Regions from separate parts of the Muntiacus reevesi genome. Here region 1 is linked to region 2. The links are chromatin contacts, called in public Hi-C maps. All regions are on one chromosome and are shown on one strand. Each heading gives the region's core, a stretch centred on a gene start, on an enhancer-like site or on the middle of the called end of the contact. The rest is flanking DNA. Distances are from core to core; before and after follow the strand shown.

What was found. Hi-C and Micro-C count contacts between places; a contact is called where the count stands out from the background.
Region 1: a contact with region 2 is called in a Hi-C map of muscle, with 5 times the contacts expected there. The contact joins the promoter of BNIP3L here to the promoter of KCTD9 in region 2. A contact is called at or near these places in 2 of 3 Hi-C or Micro-C datasets (blood and muscle).

What each region holds. Positions count from the first base shown.
Region 1 is chr10:6,296,679-6,303,036 of mMunRee1.1, forward strand. BNIP3L (BCL2 interacting protein 3 like) reads left to right here and starts at 2,540. Exons shown (of 6, transcript XM_065946645.1): 1 at 2,540-2,731. The coding sequence starts at 2,632.
Region 2 is chr10:5,502,284-5,508,196 of mMunRee1.1, forward strand. KCTD9 (potassium channel tetramerization domain containing 9) reads right to left here and starts at 1,793. Exons shown (of 12, transcript XM_065947105.1): 1 at 1,645-1,793. The coding sequence starts at 1,692. It overlaps CDCA2 (cell division cycle associated 2), which reads left to right and starts at 2,519. Exons shown (of 15, transcript XM_065947328.1): 1 at 2,519-2,892; 2 at 3,715-3,778; 3 at 3,873-4,046; 4 at 5,278-5,423. The coding sequence starts at 3,715.

The sequences.
Region 1 (6,358 bases), core at 1,290-3,789, 800 kb after region 2:
GAGAAATCGCCAAACTAGAAGTAGTACAAAAACATACTCTGAACAGAGAAAAATTCTTAAACACCCAAATAAATAATGAATGGAATAAGTATCAAATGTAAGAAGATAGGAAAAATCAGACATAGCTAATGAGCATAGGGTTTCTTTTGGAGGTGACCTAAGTTGAGAATTAGATTGTGGAGATGACTGCACAACTCTGTAAATAAAACACTGAGCTGTGAACTTAATTAACCCATTTAAGGTTAATTGTAGAGTATGTGAGTTATAGCGCAAGTAAGCTGATAAAGGGCTTTCCCGGTGGCTCAGTGGTAAAGAATTCACATGCAATGTGGGAGATGGGGGTTCGATCCCTTGTGTTGCGAAGATCCCCTGGAAAAGGGAATGGCAATCCACTCCAGTATTCTTGCCTGGGGGAATGCCATGGACAGAGGAGCCTGTCAGGCTACAGCCCATGGGTTCATATAAGAGTTGGACAGGACTTAGCGACCAAACAACAACTAAGCTAATAAAAAGGGATTTCAGAATCATACGGTTAGGAAGAAGGAATTGGGTTAAAAAAGCCAGAAAAATAGATATACATTAGGTCATATAATCATGAGAAAACAGATTCCAAATAACATAATATAAGAAATAAAGATAACATCCTATAGAACCAGAGCTTACCCCTCCCTGCTAAAAACACTAGATCTGGATGTTTCCTTAGAGGAAACAGAAAGGTAATTTCAATTTTATCTACTTAAGACCACAGAAAAGGAAACCTTCTGTGGTTTTTTCTTTTTTAATGAGCATAAGATCATACCAAAACTTAAAAAGATGAAATGTTTAAGATCTTTTTGAAGAACGACTTTGAAAAATTTTAATAAAAACAGAATATGAAGGGATATCAGTATCTGAATGGAAGACAACTTTGTAAATATGTCAATAATCCCCCCAGAGTTCATTGGAAGAGTAATTAAATAGTCATAAAAACATTTTAAAGGACAAATGAGGAGAGACTTTCTCTAACAGTTATCTGATAGATATATTGTAGAGACACTGAAATGAACTCCTGTTTTTGTGGAAATTTAAAATGTGATAAGGCTTCCCTGGTGGGTCAGATGGTACAGGGTCTGCCTGCAATTCGGGAGACCCAGGTTCAATCCCTGGGTTGGGAAGATAACCTGGAGAAGGAAATGGCAAGCCACTCCAGTACCCTTGCCGGGAAAATTGCATGGACAGAGTAGCCTGGTAGGCTACAGTCCATGGGGTCGCAAAGAGTTGGACACGACTGAGCGACTCCACTCACTCACTCAATATGGGATAAAGGTGTACTCTCAAGTCAGTGTCAAAAGGATGGCTTAAGAGATACTGTTGGATCAACTGTGAAGAACTGAAGTTAAGCAATTTACAACACACAAAAATAAGTTTCAGATGGACTAAGGTATGAGTATAAAAATCCAACCTATTAGAAAAAAATTCTAGGGAATAGATTTAAAATCATGGTGTGACAGTATTCCAAAGTCATAAAAATAACAGGTCCGATTGCCTCAGCATAGTGAAATCCTGGGCTTCCCTCGTGGCTCAGTTGGTAAAGAATCTGCCTGCAAAGAAGACCCGGGTTGGATCCCTGGGTCAGAAAGATCCCCTGGAGGAGAGCATGTCAACACACTCCTGTATTCTTGTCTGGAGAATCCCATGGATATAGGAGTCTGGTGAGCTACAGTCCATGGGGTCGCAAAGAGTCGGACACGACTGAGCGACTAACACTAGAGAACCCACTATAGTGAAACAAGGTTAAAAAAACAAATGACAGACCGAGAGAAACAGATGCCACACATAAATGAGACCACGGAAACGACAAAGACACGGAAATAGGACGTAGATGGAGGGTCAAGGAACATGGTTTACGGTCAACCCACCTTTAGGAAACAAGGTTTCTCATGTCCTGTTCCAGAATGGGCCAAGTCATGCGATTTGGGTGATTATATTCTTCTCTTTTCCCATTTAAAACTTTCCCATTTTAAAAATAATGATTGCGTGTTGTTTGTAATTATGGTTTAAAAAAAAAAATCGTTTAACAACTAAAAAATCTGGCCTGCCTTATATTGTTCCTTGTTTGGCGTGTTCAGTGTTCCACTAGCTTGATTTTAGATTTATGACGGGGAGGCACTTCCCTTCTGTCACCACGATACCTATTTACAGGTAAATATCTGAAGAGTCCTTACGGAAATTCAAAAAGAAATGCTCACGGGTTTGATAAAACAATGGTGATCCCGCAGGTGTGGGAGGCCTGCGTGTCAGCACCAGAGGGCCTTGCACTTCCTCATTACACGTCTCCTCATCCTCTATCCCAGTTACAGCCGCATACCTCACTCCATCCTGCCAGTCAATGACACGCAGGAACTCATTCCTGGCGCGCGCGTCAGCGCGACTCCCGCGTCTCCACGTACCTAGCTCGCCTGGGCACGCCCCCGCCCCGCCCCGTCGCTTGTTGTGTTGTCCTCACGTGGTCGGGGCGGGTCCTGACGTCAGGGCGGGGGAGGGGCTGCGCAGGCGCGGAAAAGGGGGCGGGGGACTCGGCTTGTTGTGTTGCTGCCGGAGAGCCGGAGACGGTCCTTGCTGCGGGGCCGCAGCTCTTCCAGCCTCCTGACAATGTCGTCTCACTTAGTAGAACAGCCGCCGCCGCTGCACAACAACAACAATAACTGTGAGGAAGGCGAACAGTCTCTGCCACCGCCTGCCGGCCTCAACAGTGAGTGCTGGGCCAGCGGACTCGGTAAAGGGGATGGGGGAGGAGGAGCTGCTCGGGTCGCCGCCGCCAGCTCCGCGCGGGGGGGGGGGGGGGGGGGCGGGAGGAGAAGACAGCCCATTGGTCAAGACCGAGGATGTGCGGGTGACTGACAGCTCCCGTCACCGGTCAGGAGTAGTCGCTTCTGTCTTCCTCGAAACCTGGCTCCGCTGCCTCCTGGGGTCGTGGATGGGGAACGGCTTGGGTTCGCGGTTGGGGAGGATAGTTGGGTGGGAAGACGAGGGGGTCGAGTGGATCTTACCTGTGGTGGGCCCCGGAGAGGAGCCAATCGGGGCGTGGAGGGGTGGGCCTTGCGGCGCGGGAGGGAGGGTGGGCGGAGCGGGCAGCGAAGGGGACGTGGGCAGAGATGGGGACGTGCGGCTGGGACGCCGGGGGATGGACGCGGGCAGCGGGCCGAGAGGAGGGGGCGGCCGAGGGCGGGCGGGAGGTCAAGGGTGCTGGGAGCTTCGGCCAGGCCCGGCTGACCCCACCTCTTTGGGTCGGCCTTTCCCCTCGGCTCGGAACGTGAGCCCTCTTGTTGCGTTCTTTTGTTAGCACAGGCTGGCCAGGAAAATTATTTGGTAATTTAGTGGTTACTTGTATCACGTGAGGGTGGGGGTGAGGAGACTATGCTACTTTAAAAAAAAAAAAAGAGATGTTTCAGAGTTGCTCAAGTAATTTTTTTTTTTAAACGATCGTGTTGTGTGTCCTGTAGACCTGATTTTGAACAGCCTCTTGAACCGTCCAAGATTGCACAAATCTCGGCGTCTGGGGCAATGGATTTTCAGAAACGGGATTGAAAACTCATTCGTTTTTAATGTGCTAAAGCGGGCTATTGAAAATCAATGCCAATATCGAATTACGACCAAATACAGTTGCTTTTCCTAACATTCTGGTGCTTAGACATCTTGTTCTGAGGTTTTTCCCTGTTGCCTTTAAAGCTCGCTGAAACACTTGGGAAGGTTCTCGCCTAACCTTCCTGTAATTTACCTTTTGAAAGTGGTAGTTGGGACATTTAGCATATGGCCACATAAAGTCATTTAAAAATCAGTTGGATGCTTAAATGACATTTAAAAGCACTGCAAGATCTTTGATCAGGGAGAAGTGTTCAGCATGGCCCAACAATTATTTTAAAGAAGAGAGTTCCTTTCCTCACAATATTGAGATAGAATTTAAGTATTTTAAAAATGTTTTCAATGCTTATTGTTCTTGCTCCATCTTTTGTTAAGTGATTCCTTAAATGTTGACTTCTCAAAAATTTGAAGTGTCTTATGTTCTGGAATATAAGGTTTATGTATTATTTCCCACAGTAAATTAGGATTAATTTCTTTGTCTTTTAATGTTATTTTCCTCACATATTAATATGCATTTAAAAAGTTTTAATTAAGAATTTTTTTTAAGCATACTCTTTTGAAGCATGTGATTTTAAAATGGGAAGAAACATTAGCAGTAGCTGTCCACTGTTCTTTACTGGTAAAGAAACAGATCTGTTTAGAATGTATAAACAACAAAGTCCTACTGTATAGTACAGGGATCTCTATCCAGTCTCCTGGGATAAACCATATTAGAAATAAAGGTAAAAAAGAGTATATATTTATGTGTGTAACTGAGCCACTTTGCTATACAGCAAAATTTAGCACGTTGTAAGTAAACTATGCTTCCCATTTAAAAAGAGAGAAACAAGTCTAGAGTCAGGTGTGTTGTCCAAGTTCACCACAGGCTAGATCCTAGAGCGAGGTTTTACTTTCACCCGATCGAGTGTTCCTTTCAGGACACTCCTCTTCAGTGGCCCACAGTCCCCTGATCTTGTGTGTTTCTTATTTATTCCCTGTGTTATCCCACCTGATGTACAGAGGTGAGCTGCCTATGGATCTCTTTCTAGTGTACTGTTTCTTGTTTGCACTCCAGTTTTTCTGTGATACAAGTTAGCTGTTTGGTTAGTATATGTCCCTGACATCACAGAAAGCAAAGGAATTTTTCTTTACCTTTGGCCATGTAACAGAAAAATGGGGTTGCACTCCATGTGATGATTTTCCTCCCTGTCCTGACAGACCCCTGAGGTCTTCCATGTCCTTGACCAATCAGGTGCCGATAACATTTGTATTAGCTGTTACAGAAGTGCAAGGATGCTCAGCCTGTGTGTGTAGTATCAAAATGTTGCTTTGGGAAATCTGCTAGATAGAAAGTATTTTGTTGGAGCTAGGGTGAGCTGCTTTGAAATGTTATTGAAAAGCTTTTAGATGGTGCCACATTTCATTATGCTTCTCTTGCCTTTCACTTTTTTTTTAAGCCCAATATACAAATCTGGACTGAACAAAACAAGAAGGTTTATTGATTCCTTCAAGTGATTTTTGGACACTCTGGAAAACAACTTATTCAGGCATCTAATACCACCGAATTTGCTGATAAGTTGAAGTTCTTTGTTGGGCAAAGTTGCACAAGTCTGAAAAACAGGAGATGAACTCATTGTACAGATAATCTGTGGCTTGGGATTTTATCTTTAGTTCAGGGGTCAAAGCAGAGCTTTACTAGCAAATTACTGAAATTTTTGGAATAATGAAACCTTTCTCTGACTTTTTAAAAAAAGTTTATCCGTGTAGAGGGACTGTTTGCTTTCATTACAAATCAGTGGAGCAATATCTGAACTACTTCCAAAGTTAAAAGAATATTTTCCAGTTGCTACTTTTAGTTTAGAGAAAACTATCAAGTTGCTTAAGGATATTTGACATTTATGTCATAAAATTCAGTAGGTAAGATGAGGAAAATTACAGTAGTAATCCAGTTTTTGTTATTGTTTCATGTAGGCAGTACAGGCGGTTTTTGTTTGTTTTTTTTAATCTTTTAAACATCTTCGGCTCTGTTGTACGTGGTTCCCCAGTACTGCAAGAAGGCCTTTAAGGCTATGATACGTGACACTTCAGTGCCTTATAATACATTTTTTTTGTTGTTGTTGTTGTTGTTTTTTTAAAGTAAAATGTCAGTGACTGTTCTCAACTGGATTCCAGCATCAGGTACTTGAAGTAAAAGAAAGGTTTTGAGGAAAGAAAATAAGACATAATGAAATGTGTTACCCTGGATTAGGATGAGTTGCACATGGGATTGAAAAATTGGGGAAAGAATGAGAAAAACTCTTTTTCCTTCTTTCCCCACATTCTCTCACTTTCCCACTTCCCTTCTTACAAGAGGATTGAACTGGTGATTATAAAATTTTAAAGAGTAAACACACCATACAGTCATGAATGTAATCACAATTACTGGACCAGCCTTCGCAGTGAACTGTGTTATTCAATGTAGAGGCATGCATCTCTGAATCCTCTTAGCAGTTCTCACACTTCAACTAGAAAATAGCTCCTGTAGTGTGTATATGTGCTACTTGACGCAACAGAACCATGGTTAGTTTATAAGTAGTCTTTTAACATAATAGAGCCTCCAGTTTTTAATTTTAAAGCTTATTTATTAGGAAGAGAATTCATTGAGGTTTTTCTTTCAACTTTGTAATACTTGGACAGCACAATGCTCATATCTTGTCTTGTTTCCTTTCCAAGGAACCTTAGACCAGGCAGGAATTCTGAGGCTGCAAATCAGGAATGA
Region 2 (5,913 bases), core at 543-3,042:
GTTTTTATAATGTTTGCAACAAACATTTAACTATTTGAGAAGTTTTTTTCCAATTTTCTGAGATTTTCTAGAAAAATATTTAAGTAAACTAATATTTAAATCCAAAAAGCTAACCTAGTCAAAAGTACGTTTAAAAAAAAAAGCCACCTTAATAAAAATATAGCAAGATTAAGTCAGCCAATTTTTTACAAGAATAAAATTCAGTAGTTTCAGAAGTAGTTAAAAATTTATGGCTGGGTCTAAACATCTTGTCTTCCATGAAATAACAAAGCAGAGATGTTGAAGAAAAGGGTCAGTCACAGGCCTGTTTTTGAGAACGAACTACAATTGTAACTTTGGATATACTAAATCTTTCTTCCAGTAACAACATATGTTTTGGGTTATGAGCAGTAGTTATCAACAGACAAAACAGGTACAGAAAAATTAATAGTCAGAAATAAAGTGAATGTTGTGAAGAATTTATGAAAACTCAATTACTTGAATTTATGCTACTTCTCTTTTAATGAGAAATCTCGAAAACCAGAAGAACACGATAATTGCAGTCAAGAAACTACAGTGTGGTTCAAATCTTTGGAGCACTTTCACTCAAAACTGCAGAGTAGCTGGAAAGCCATTTTTTTATACCGTGGCACAATTGCGCTATTTAAAAATTAACAGTGTATGCAAAACATGCAGAAAACATGCTGGCAGATAAGACAGGGAGCCCAATCTACCTTCAACTCCGACTCTAATGCTTAGTAATTTCTAGATGTCATTTAGCCACACCATAAATGTCTGCCTTGAACGGTCAAATTTTCCAAAGACGCCGAACAACTTTCATGGGTGGGGCAAGGGGCTGAGAAGGGACAGGATACATTTTGGCTTGCTCCAGCGAAGGAAAAATATTCAGCACCACACCCTCAACAAAGGCCTAACACAGCAAAGAGTAATGTCCAATCCATTCACTTCGGTCTATTGTCCCAGTCTTCTAAGAAACTAAAATAGTGCGAAATATTAATAAAGCGAGTACAGAAGTTTTGGCGGCGGTGGTGCTGTGGGCTCCTAAAAGTGTGTGTGTGGATGGGGGGGGGGGTGACCATCAAGAAAATGTCAGTATTATTTCATCCCTCTATTCGACTTAGGCTGAGAGAACATTTTACTTAGTCACGGATAGAAAGTTTTAATTGTTTTCACCTGATCACCCTTAAATGCTTTAGTTTTTAACCAGCACTTTCTGGAGCGGACCATTACTCAGCACGAAGGTGGGAACCAGCGCCTTCTGCAGCCAGGGGCGGGGGGCAGCGGGGTCTCGGCGGAGGTGGGAAGCGGAATTTGAGCATCAGGTGACAGCGACCTCCGAGTCCTCTGCACTCCAGGACCCACACCTGGGCTTGAGAACGACTGAGCACAAACTGACCTGCGCCGCTCCCCAGAGCAGCTGTGGAGTCCAAGGGCAGGCGCGGGCTAGGGATCCGGGGCTGGGGAGGAGGCCTCTGGGACGCAAGGTCGGCCTCCTCCCGGACGCCCCCCGCCCCGGCGCACGCCCACCTCCCCGCTTCCAGTGCCTCTCCCCAACTTCAGCCCTCTGCCCCGCGAGCCCGCTCCGCACTCCGCTGCCCTCGCCCCCCGCAGCGCGGCCGCCTCGCCTCCTCCCGACCCCCTTACCTTTCCATTTTTGGGGCTGCCGTTAAGGAACAGGGTCACCCGCCTCATCGCGTTGCCCCCGCCGGATCCTGAGTGAGTCGCCACCCTCCCACCTGTCTCTCCTCCCACCTTCTTCTTCTCCCGCCCTTCCCCTCCCTCCACCCACTCGGACTCTCCTCCCTTCGCCACCTTCCTTCCTTCACTGACACACACACACACACACAAGCACGCACACTCCGTCCCACACCCCAAGGTTGGCCGGTCCTCCTTCCCACCCCGCCCCTGGGCTCTTCAGTCAGTCTGGGGCCCTTCCCCCACCTCTCCCAGACTGACTCTAAGCTCCGCCAATCATCCGGCGGCGCAGGGCAACACTCAACCAATCATCCGCCTGCACTGGGTGGGCTCTTACTAACCCAGCCCAGGTGGAAGGAGGGAAGAGAGGCTGCGGTCTAGCCGACAGGGAAGGATTATCAGCCAATCAGAGCTCAACCTGGAGCCGAACGGCGGCTCAAAGCATTACTGAGCAGGCGCAAAGCCAACACCAGGTAGAGAGAATCTGCATACGAAGGCGGGGCTTGAAAGAAGGAGGTGGAGCGCTGGAAGTGATCCATAACCAGTCAGAGCCTCCCAACTTTAACACCTCCCCCTCGCCCAACCCACAGAGGAAACGGCTGAGTCTGGGGCTCGCTGATTGGGTAAGAGCCGGCCCGTTTTTCTATCCTGATTGGTCCAAGGATTCTTTTCGAAGTTTGCAGCATCCAATCGAAAGGCGGGGACGGAGCTAAAAAACTAACCGAAGGGATCTTCCGCGAGGCTCTCACAGAAAGTAGTCCCTGCGGACAGAGGCCAACAACTGGTCTCTTTGGTCAGTGTGTTACCGGCAGCTAGTGGTGGTGTCTCTTCGAGCCCACGAAGCCACTCTTGTTCCCGGGACGGCGATGTAGAGGCCTGGCAGGGTTCGGGGTGCGCGCGCACACGTGCAGGTGGTGGCGGCGTAGAGATTCGCAAAGTAACGCCGGGACGCCGAGGAGGCGGGGCCGGCGATTTGAATCGGGCGGCGGTCCGAGCCCTCGCGGAAGGAAGGCTGTAAGGGACTCCGGCCGCAGGTTGGGGTGTTGGCGGCGGGGGATCTGGGAGCCCCCAGCGGATGGCTTGGCGGCCGACAGTTGTTTTCTCGAGCGAATGCTTCAGCACCAAAGAGCCGAGATCTAGAAGGCACGGCAGTCCCAATATTCATCGGAGTAGCGTTCAAAATAAACCCTACCGGAGGTAAGGCAGGTGATCTGGTTGGGATTCAGGGCTTCTGGTAGCTCAGATGGTAAAGAATTCGCCTGCAATGCGGAAGACCTGGGTTCGACCCCTGGGTTGGGAAAATCCCCGGGAGACGGGAATGGCAACCCTGGATAGTCCCGTGGACAGAGGAGCCTGGCTATCTACAGTCCATGGAGTCGCAGAGTCGGACACGACTAAGAACAGCACCGTGCCGCAGAGCTGTTTCTTCGGGGTGTTTTGTCAGCAGTGTGTTCCCCTGGATCTCCCGCGTGCATTTTTAATATGCAAACTCCTGAGGTCTGGGCAGACCTCCTGAATTAGAATTTTGGGGAGTCTGCAAAAGGTGCGTCTCAAACAGAGTGCCCAGATGAGTCCGATGTTCCCTAAGGTTGAAAATCCTTGGCTTATGAGGTGTGCTTCGTTTCGTCCCGAAGAGCAGTCTCCTCCACTCCTCTTTAATTTGAGGTCCTAAAGTAGTCATTTGACACCTGTTTTCGTGCCAGTGTAGATTGTGTTGGGCTTCCCTGGTAAAGTATCCGCCTGTCAGTGTAGGAGCTGTCTGGTTCAGTTCCTGGGTCGGGAAGATTCCCTGGAGAAGGAAATGGCAACCCACTCCAGTATTCTTGCCTGGGATATCCTATGGAAAGGGAAGCCTGGCCGGCTACAGCCCATGGGGACACAAAAGAGTTGAACACGACTTGGCGACTAAACAGCAACAACATGGATTGTATTAGAATTCAGTCTTGAAAGAGGATCTCAATCAAATCACATTAATCTTGGAAGTGGGTTATTTTTCTTTTTTCTTCTCTTTCTCTTTAGATGGATACTTGTTCACAAGACAGCGAGCCCCTTCAAACCAAGGAGTCTTCTATTAATAACAGTGGTATGTAGAGACCTGTTGTCTCTTTGTGAAATTTAAGGTTTAAATATTTATCTTCTAATGATGTTTAACTTCTACCACATGTTGTCTGTTTCAGGAAACACCCCTTTCATTTTGGGAAATGGGAAGCTTGTAACTCCCCACAAGCAGGGAGCTGAAATGACTCCTAATGGTTGCACATCGGAGACTTTTAAATCTCCTTTGAACTTTTCCACAGTAACTGTGGAGCAATTGGGAATTACACCTGAAAGCTTTGCAAATAGCTCTTCAGGTAAGAACTGTTGTCCCTTTGTTGCAGTGCTTTTAAAAGTTTAAAAATTAAACAGTACTGTTCACCTACCCCATCTAGCTTAATATGTTATGTATCTAAATTGATTGGCTCTCAAGCTTACTAGATCAGGGTCCCAGGGCACCAAAATGATGTTGTTCCTGAGTCACAGCTATGCTCCATATTTAAACTGGAGAAGGATATGTGTCCAAATTGCTCTTTGACCCAACACATGGAATACAGGATGGTGTATGCCCTAAATAGTAATACATTTGACAGTCATGTATAGCAAAAATGAGAGACAGTTGAAGGGCAACTAAGAAAATAAGAAATTGAAAGAGTAGGGTATGCCTCTTCAAACTAACAAACAGAAAATTGACCCGGGCTAATCTCCCTTACAGAGTAGAAATAAAATTCACTTTTGAAGTCTGTGTTTGCTGGAGAAGAAAGAAATAATAGGAGTGGAATTAGAACAGCATTTAGACCTGGAGGAAAATGTGCTTGAAAGCCACAGGGCACTAACTTAATAACACATGATGGAGACAAGACTGTAGTGGCAAACCAGCCTGTGCTCCCTTCCCAAGAACATCCCACTCGGCACTTCCCTGGTGGTCCAGGGGGTAAGACTCCAAGCTCCCAATGCAGGGGGCCAAAGTTGGATCTCTGGTCTGGAAACTAGATCCTGAATGCCACAACTTTAAAAAAAAAAAGAACGCGTTTAGACCTTTAGAAAGCTAGACTTATTTTGTGTGTTTAGGTGTGCAGCTGGAATTCAGGGTAATGTGCTGAAGGTAGACAAATATCAAGGAGAAACAAATCCTTGAGATAGCAGAGCTTGAAAGTATGTGCCAAGGGGGAGATCGTCCTTGGAGATTAGACTAATTCAGAAAAAGGGAAATTCTTAGGCCAAAGCAAGCCGTTACCAATCCTGTGCAGGAAATATGAAACAAAATATGAGACGTGTTAATTCAAATGTGTTACACAACTATTGATAAACGCTTTCTATATTCTGGGCACAGCTCCAGGGCATGGAATAGATCAGCAGTCAAAACAAAGGTCCCTACCCAAAAACTGATGATATGTGAACAGTCTTCCTTACAGTTTTCCGTTTAGATTTCTGTACCACTTTTTTCCCATGTTCTCTCTCAGGCTAGTGGGTCATGGGGGTGTTCAGGGCAGGATTACTGATGATTGCCTTTTGTTTTATTCCAACTTAAAAGAGTTTTCATTACAGGAAAGTCATCACCCTACCTTAAAAAATCCAGACGGCGCTCAACAATTGGTCTGCGGGGCCTTCCTGAAACAAATCATCTAATTCGTTTCGTTGCTGAGCAGCAGAGTTTAACGAATGCTTCTTTGACCCAGACTTCCCCTTTTCAGGTATGGTGTTCTTCTAAGTTCCATCATGAATTCTTCTAGGAGGATGTTTTGCTTGTTTAGAAGGCTTTTGTGCAGGGTTGGAGCTCTGCAGTGCACCTCATCTGTTTTGAATCTGGAGAGAGAACATCTTCTTTGTGTCTTACAGAGATTTTGACCTTAGCAGAAATGTTGATGTTGAGCATGCATCTGGTAAGAGTTATGAGATACTGTATGGAAACGGTGTTCTGGAAGTCCTTTCTATTTTACTTTGCAAATTGTTGTCTAGTTCCTGTCTGTTTTTGTGTAATGAGGTGAGGCAGTGTTTTTCCAACCTTCTTCTTTTAATGTTTTGTCTGTAAGTATCTAATAATAACTGCTAGGCATTGGTGTGTAGGGACAAGAGTCGTGCCCTGGCCTCCCAATAAAATATATTTGGGATAACTTTGTGGAAAGGAGCTACGTATTTGTCTGTTGATGGGAAAGTATTTAGATGATTTTGCCAATTTTTATC